Linked DNA regions of Zea mays: region 1 is linked to region 2. A link is a contact called in public Hi-C data. All regions are on one chromosome and are shown on one strand. The core of a region is the stretch at or near the end of the contact, and the rest is flanking DNA. Distances in the headings are between cores, read along the strand shown.

Region 1 (3,114 bases), core at 262-2,761, 280 kb before region 2:
CACCAGGTGACTTTGTCGAACTGGTCCCTCGGAGGGCAAATGTTGGGGCGAAGGCAAAGACGTCACCCTTCGCTCGTCGCCTTTCGCTGCAGTCGCTGGTCTGACAGAGACAAAACGGGCAGGGACACCCTTCGCTTCATTCAGCACCAGACAAAGGCCTGCGGTGACGTCTCCCCGCAGCGCGGCCTCGTCCTGCTCTGAGGCCCACGTGCGATCTGGCCCATTGTAACGGGCCCCGCGTGGCCGCCTTTGCGTTACGGGCCTAGTTTGTAAAGGCATTCTTGTAATTACAGCTTGTAACCCTGCTTTATGGGAATATTCTGGGGATAAACTAGGTGTCTGAGGGCACATGCGTCCTTAACACAAGGCGCTGGGCACTCAGATACCTATAAATACCCCCGCACAGTGCCCGTGAGGGGCTAGATTAACAGAGCTATTGCCCCCGAGCACGTAACCCTGTTGTCACCACTGTTCACTCTTGTTGGCTTCTTTGCTTCTGAGAGGAAGTTCCAACATCAAGGATGATAATAAATATTCCAAGGAAAAGTCATGCAGCAAAGGTTTAATCATTCAACTCCTATCACCTAATGCATCATATAAGTTGTAAAAGTTTTGAAAGCACAAGGAATTTATTAAATGCACCAGGGCTTGCCTTGATGAGAAGGAGAGTCAGGCTCTTCTACTAAAATATTGTAGTTAGCAGCAAAACCCACTGGAGCACCTTCAGGGGGACACTAAGGAGGAACTTCAGATGGAGAAGCTTCTGATTAAGGAGCTGGTTCCTCTTCCTCTTCCACTTCCACTTCTTCTTCTAGGTGTTCTACAAGTCAATTATAAGTACATGAATGCTTATGTAATGACATGAAATGCAAACTCTCATAAAGGAGAGGTGGAGAAACATAAACACTCTTAAATAAGCACATGACAAGTTTACACATACTTCTACATACCCAAACACTTGCTAAAAGTGGCTAATTTGAACTTACTTGGACAAACCATAGAACTAAGCATACTAAAGTTCACTAAGTTGGCCATACGTCAAGTTATGGGGTCTAAATTTTCTTAAACATACTTCTCATACTAGTTTATAGGTTTTATATTTCTCTTTTTGGCTATTTCAGTGTTTTCTGTGCAAATCACATCCAAACAGGCTCAAATTTTTACCAAGATATAATATAGTTGTGAATAGTTTTCCACAAATTTTCATAATTTTTTGTGCCCTGATTTTATTTCTAAAATTCATTTAAGACTTCTAAAGGTACTTTTAAATTACCTAAAATATACTTTTTTCTTCAACAATCCTAAAATTGATTCTAAAAGAAACTACACAATTGTTTGGACTCTATAAAATTAGTTTTACAATTTTCTATGATTTGTGGTGGATTTTACAATCTGCTAGTGCAAAGAAAAAGAGAAACTGTGAATAGCATTGGGCCGAAAGCTATAGGTTCGGCCCACGATCCACAGGAAACTGTCTGTACCGGCAGCCCGCACCCGTGCTGAGCCTTTACCATCCAGGATCTCACTGAACTAACTAATCCATTAAAAGTCCGAAGTCCTATTTCTATGTCTCTCTGACAGTTACACCGGGGACCCTATGATTTTGTTCTTTCTCATTTTCTCAGCCACGACTCAACCCTAGTGAGGTCCGGTCGAACACCTGGCTATGCCTATGCGCACTCGACTCACCATCAGCGACCCTCCCCAGCGACGACAAGTACTCCTGTGCAAGACTCGACCCTAGTCCACTATTTCCCCCTGGTTACTTGGGCAGTAACGAGCTACACCGCCTCTGGCCACGGTGGCGACAAAGAACTAAGCTCCGGCGTGGTGGGATTGGGGTTCCTAGCACGGTAGCGCTTAACTCGAGACTACGACAAGCATCAATTGCACTTATATTACATGATGCTCATGTTGTTTGGCGCGGAGCGACGACGGTTTGGTCAGACGACGTGAAGATGGCCCATGGCAGCGTTCACTGATGGCACGACGGTGTTCCAGCCGATCTGTTGCGGTAGCGTTCAATGGAATGGTTCGGTGAGCATCACGGCGGAATGTTGATGCCAGTATGCCACTGTACTTTAAAAAACTGTTAAAATAATTAGATAATTTTCAGATTAAATTCCGAATATAAATTATGACAAAAATCAGAAGAACTAAAATAAAAAGTCAAATCAGATGATGCGTACTGATTAGACATACTGATAGATGGCGCGCGTCGGGATCAGCAGGATCGACGACGTCGAAACAGCGAAATCAGTAGGGTCGACGAGGTCAGAAGATCACGAGCAGTCGCGTGGGGACGCTTCCCAAAAACCTTATTCGCCCTCTCCCAGTGCAGGATCTAGAAGACGAAGGGTTCCGGAGACCTGCTCTCCTGATCGCAGATGCACGTCTGCGGTCGGGATGAAGAGAACTGAAGGCGGCTCAGCTGTGAAGAGAGGCGAAAGCGAAAACTGGGATGATTTGGATGTTGGCTGCCAGGCGCCTTTTATAGGGTCGAGTCCACGACCAGATAGCTATCTTCGATCTTATCCGCCCACGAAAATCTCGCGTTCAGTTTAGATTTTATAACGATCGGTTAGGATTCTGTTCTTAACAGCCAAGCAACCAAAAGATTAAACCGGCAAAAGGGAGCCGCGCCCCCACAAGGCGAGGGACCGGATTTCGGCAGACCATTCACACGTACGTCGTGCGCCCGCGCCCTTCGCCCCGCCCCGTGCCGGCCCGGCCCTGCCCGGCGAGCGAGCGCGCGCGTGTGGCTCTCCACACTCTCTCCTCTCATCCATGATTTGGTGAGTGAGTGTGGCTTCCATATTTAAACTAGCTCTACTCCACTAGAACTAGCAATATGGTGCTATTGGTTCCACCATTTTCTAGTCATACACTTATATGGGCTTTTGAGATTTTCCTGGGATTTATTTGAATTTCTCAATTGGGCCTAGCCCATAAATCCTAACAATCCCCCACCAGATCTCAAAGGCCCATCTGCAGTTTTCGCCACTGTTCACTACTGTTTAATATACTAGTGTTTCAGCAGAGACTGTTAAGTTAAACTTCCACCTAGAACTCCAAGCTACACCAACCCACAACTTGGACAATGGACTGTGCCTT
Region 2 (3,043 bases), core at 222-2,721:
AGAAACATACAAAACTAAAACATAAGGGTTTGGTGAATGTTTTATTCCTATGGTTTTCCCCATGAGATCAAGCGAGAAAAGCTGTCTACATTTTCTTACATGCAATCCATGTGAAACAAAGGGTGCTACGGTTGACTCAATGCATAGGAATCTTGATCCTACATTCTTCCTTTATTTTTTCTGTGCCCAAAGGGGGCTAAAACTTGATAATAAACATAACAATTGTATTGCATTGTGTCGAGGTCTCGAATGCATAGTCAACTAAATATACAAACACGACGATATTTAATTTTAATTGACATAGTGTATGTCATTTAAAGTTTTGAATCTGAATTTTTGTTAATACCAAACTAAATTGTTCTAGTTGATCCTTGTTTACATATTGTTTTGTTAGAACTGTAAAACTATAGCTGAGTGCTAATGCGCTTCAACATGCCGTGGTTGATGGTTTATTAACTGGATAGACATCTATGATCATAGATGGCTTGGTTTTGACTTTTGATGGGACCGCTTTAAGGAATTATGGGCCTGTTTGAGACAACTTTTTTGGAAGAACTTTTCTGAGAATATGAATTCTTGGATAATATAGCTGTCACGAGAATCTAGATATCACGAGGCTTCTATGCAGAGCAAGATAAAGGGGCATGCACAATTTAGGGTTTAAGAAGCCATAGATTCCTTGCGTCGCAACGACTCGATAAATTCTACATTTACGCGTTGAATCAAGCGATTTTCACACATAAAAATGATTCTCACATAAACGGACTGAGAAAAGACGACTAGAATTCAACCAGAAGCCAAAACAAACAAGGACCATGTTATGTTATGCTACGTTTTTTTTTGAAAATGCTCTCGGATTATCGTTTGACAGCTTCAAGGACAAATGCACAGAGACCGGGATTGTTTTATCTCGAGGTTATAATAAAATTTCCTTGTATTCGATATTTTATGCTGACGGAGGAACAAGCAACATAGGCCATACGGTAACTATTTGGGAACAGAAAAGACGAGCACACTGGTTTTTCCTACCATAAATAAAAACCATAATAACGCTCACACGTACCGATAACCCGCCGCGGCGCACCGTTTGTTATCTGACGCAGCCACGCCACGCGCGTTCCCTTTTAACACCACGTTCCCACGAAGAACCTACTTGAACCCACTGACATCCGGTCCCACTCTATGGCGGTCCAACAGATCAGTGACCATAGATAAGCCAAAGTCTAGTGTGACCCCTCACCACGGCTGCTGGCGCCACGAGATGACCACAGGTAACCGGTAGGCAGCCAGCCCGCTGCCAGCCTCACCCCACACTCCCACAGGCCACAAGGTCACGAGCCGCTCATTTCAAAACAAAAACGCCTCTCTCACCCTCCTCCGCAGCCCCGCTTCACCTCTCTCCCTCCCCCTCTTCTCCCCCCACCCCTCCCTCCCCCACCAAATCCTCGTTCATTTTTTTCCAAGCGACTTCGCGTGTGAGGGCGGGAGAGCGCGCGGGGCTAGGGTTTCCACGGGTGATGGAAGCAGAGGCTGCCGCGGCGGTAGTGGCGTCGTCCGCATCTGCCTCGGCTTCCGCGGGCCGGTCTCGCCCATCTAGCAGCGCCGCCCAGGTTCGCCTCTCCCCTCCCGCGGTGCTGAGGTTCCGCGTGCGCGGTCGGCGTGTGGTTCTTGTCTTAGGTCGAGGGGGCAATGTCGATCGGATTTGGTGGTCGATGTGGCGGCGATCGGTCGGTTCGGAGTAATTTGAGCAGAGATCTGGTGGCGTCTGTGGGGGTGTCGAGTTGCAGGCGCCGGATTTCGATGCGGAGCTTTGGCTAGCTGCTTTGTTTGTGCTGCTGCGCGTGCGCGCTCCTTTACTGAGGTGTCTGTTTTTGTGGCGGCGGTAGGTGGGGTTGCCGCGGTGTTTTTTTTCCAGGGGGCGACCTGGTTTCGTTTCTGGTTGTTTTCAGAGACGGGACAGTGGACTGGTCAACAGTAGACTGCATTCCATAAAAAAGTTGATGGAATCGGAATAACTACTGTACTTTCAGCCTGGAGCTGGACTCCGAATCTTTTCTGTGAGGTTGTATTGTATCATCTTTTCCAGTGACTTCTATATTGAATTCAGGGAATGTAGCTTCACAGGCTACATCCCTGCTTCGGATTGATTTGCTTTTGAACTCCGAAGAGCTGGACTATATTTTATGGACTTATTCCATTTTCCCGTGGAAGGGATTTCTAGGGGTGCAACCATTGTATACCGTGCGGAGATACTTAACCAGCACAATAAGGAACACTGTAAAAGGAATTGTTTTCATGTTCTTAAACGTTATTTTCTCTACTGTAATATCTTACTCATATCAGAATGCAGAACTAAGTAAGTATTTTTTTTTTGCATATGATTTCATGTAAACAGTGTGCTCATGTAAGATGATGTGAATGTGGATAACCGCTGGCATTATACAAGAATGAAGTTAGTCATGTTTAACTGTTATATGTAAACCTTTGATCTTGAATCGAAACATTCTTGGACTCAAGGAGTAGTATATTTTAAATGCCATTGCCTAAGTTTTGCTCATCTGTTGAATGAATCAAATCAATATGATATATAACTCAGGGATTTCATGTGTATGTGTTCCCTTAAAATGTTTGTTTTTATGCAGTCCATTTGTTTTTTTCCTAGCCTTATCTGCGTCTTGCATGCAAAACAGTCAAGAATAACGTTAGAATTGAGTATCCATTTTTCTCTTGTGAGCTATTTTTATTAATAATATTGGAGCTGTGCAGTGTGCACACAGAGAACCAATCGTTGGGTTCTGATAGTGATATTGATTTTGACCCAGAGCTGTTTGCCATTCAATCATATCAGCTGGCATGTGGATTTGTACTATGCCTGCTGTGATAAATTTACTGCGTATGCTTTTCTTAGGTCACCAGTAATTCGGCTGTGCGAGCTGGAGAAGAAAATGCTGCCTCCCTCTATGTTTTATCTGTTATTGACTCGTTAAAAAAGAGGATTACCGCAGATCGTTTGACTTACATTAAGGTGCCTTGAAGTTACATA

Evidence for each region. Hi-C and Micro-C count contacts between places; a contact is called where the count stands out from the background.
Region 1: a Hi-C map of leaf shows a contact between it and region 2, with 5 times the contacts expected there. The contact joins the enhancer-like site here to the promoter of LOC541954 in region 2. A contact is called at or near these places in 2 of 25 Hi-C or Micro-C datasets (both in leaf).

What each region holds. Positions count from the first base shown.
Region 1 is chr6:89,311,513-89,314,626 of Zm-B73-REFERENCE-NAM-5.0, reverse strand. No RefSeq gene overlaps it. Among protein-coding and RNA genes, the nearest start is that of TRNAK-CUU, 78 kb to the left of the region's middle. Within about 2 kb of position 1,511, at least 16 of the 20 cell types and tissues checked have an H3K27ac peak or open chromatin away from gene starts, as enhancers often do. A contact at or near this core is called in leaf, where this site is marked.
Region 2 is chr6:89,027,668-89,030,710 of Zm-B73-REFERENCE-NAM-5.0, reverse strand. It overlaps LOC541954 (enhancer of zeste 1), which reads left to right and starts at 1,471. Exons shown (of 16, transcript NM_001111608.2): 1 at 1,471-1,610; 2 at 2,909-3,025. The coding sequence starts at 1,518.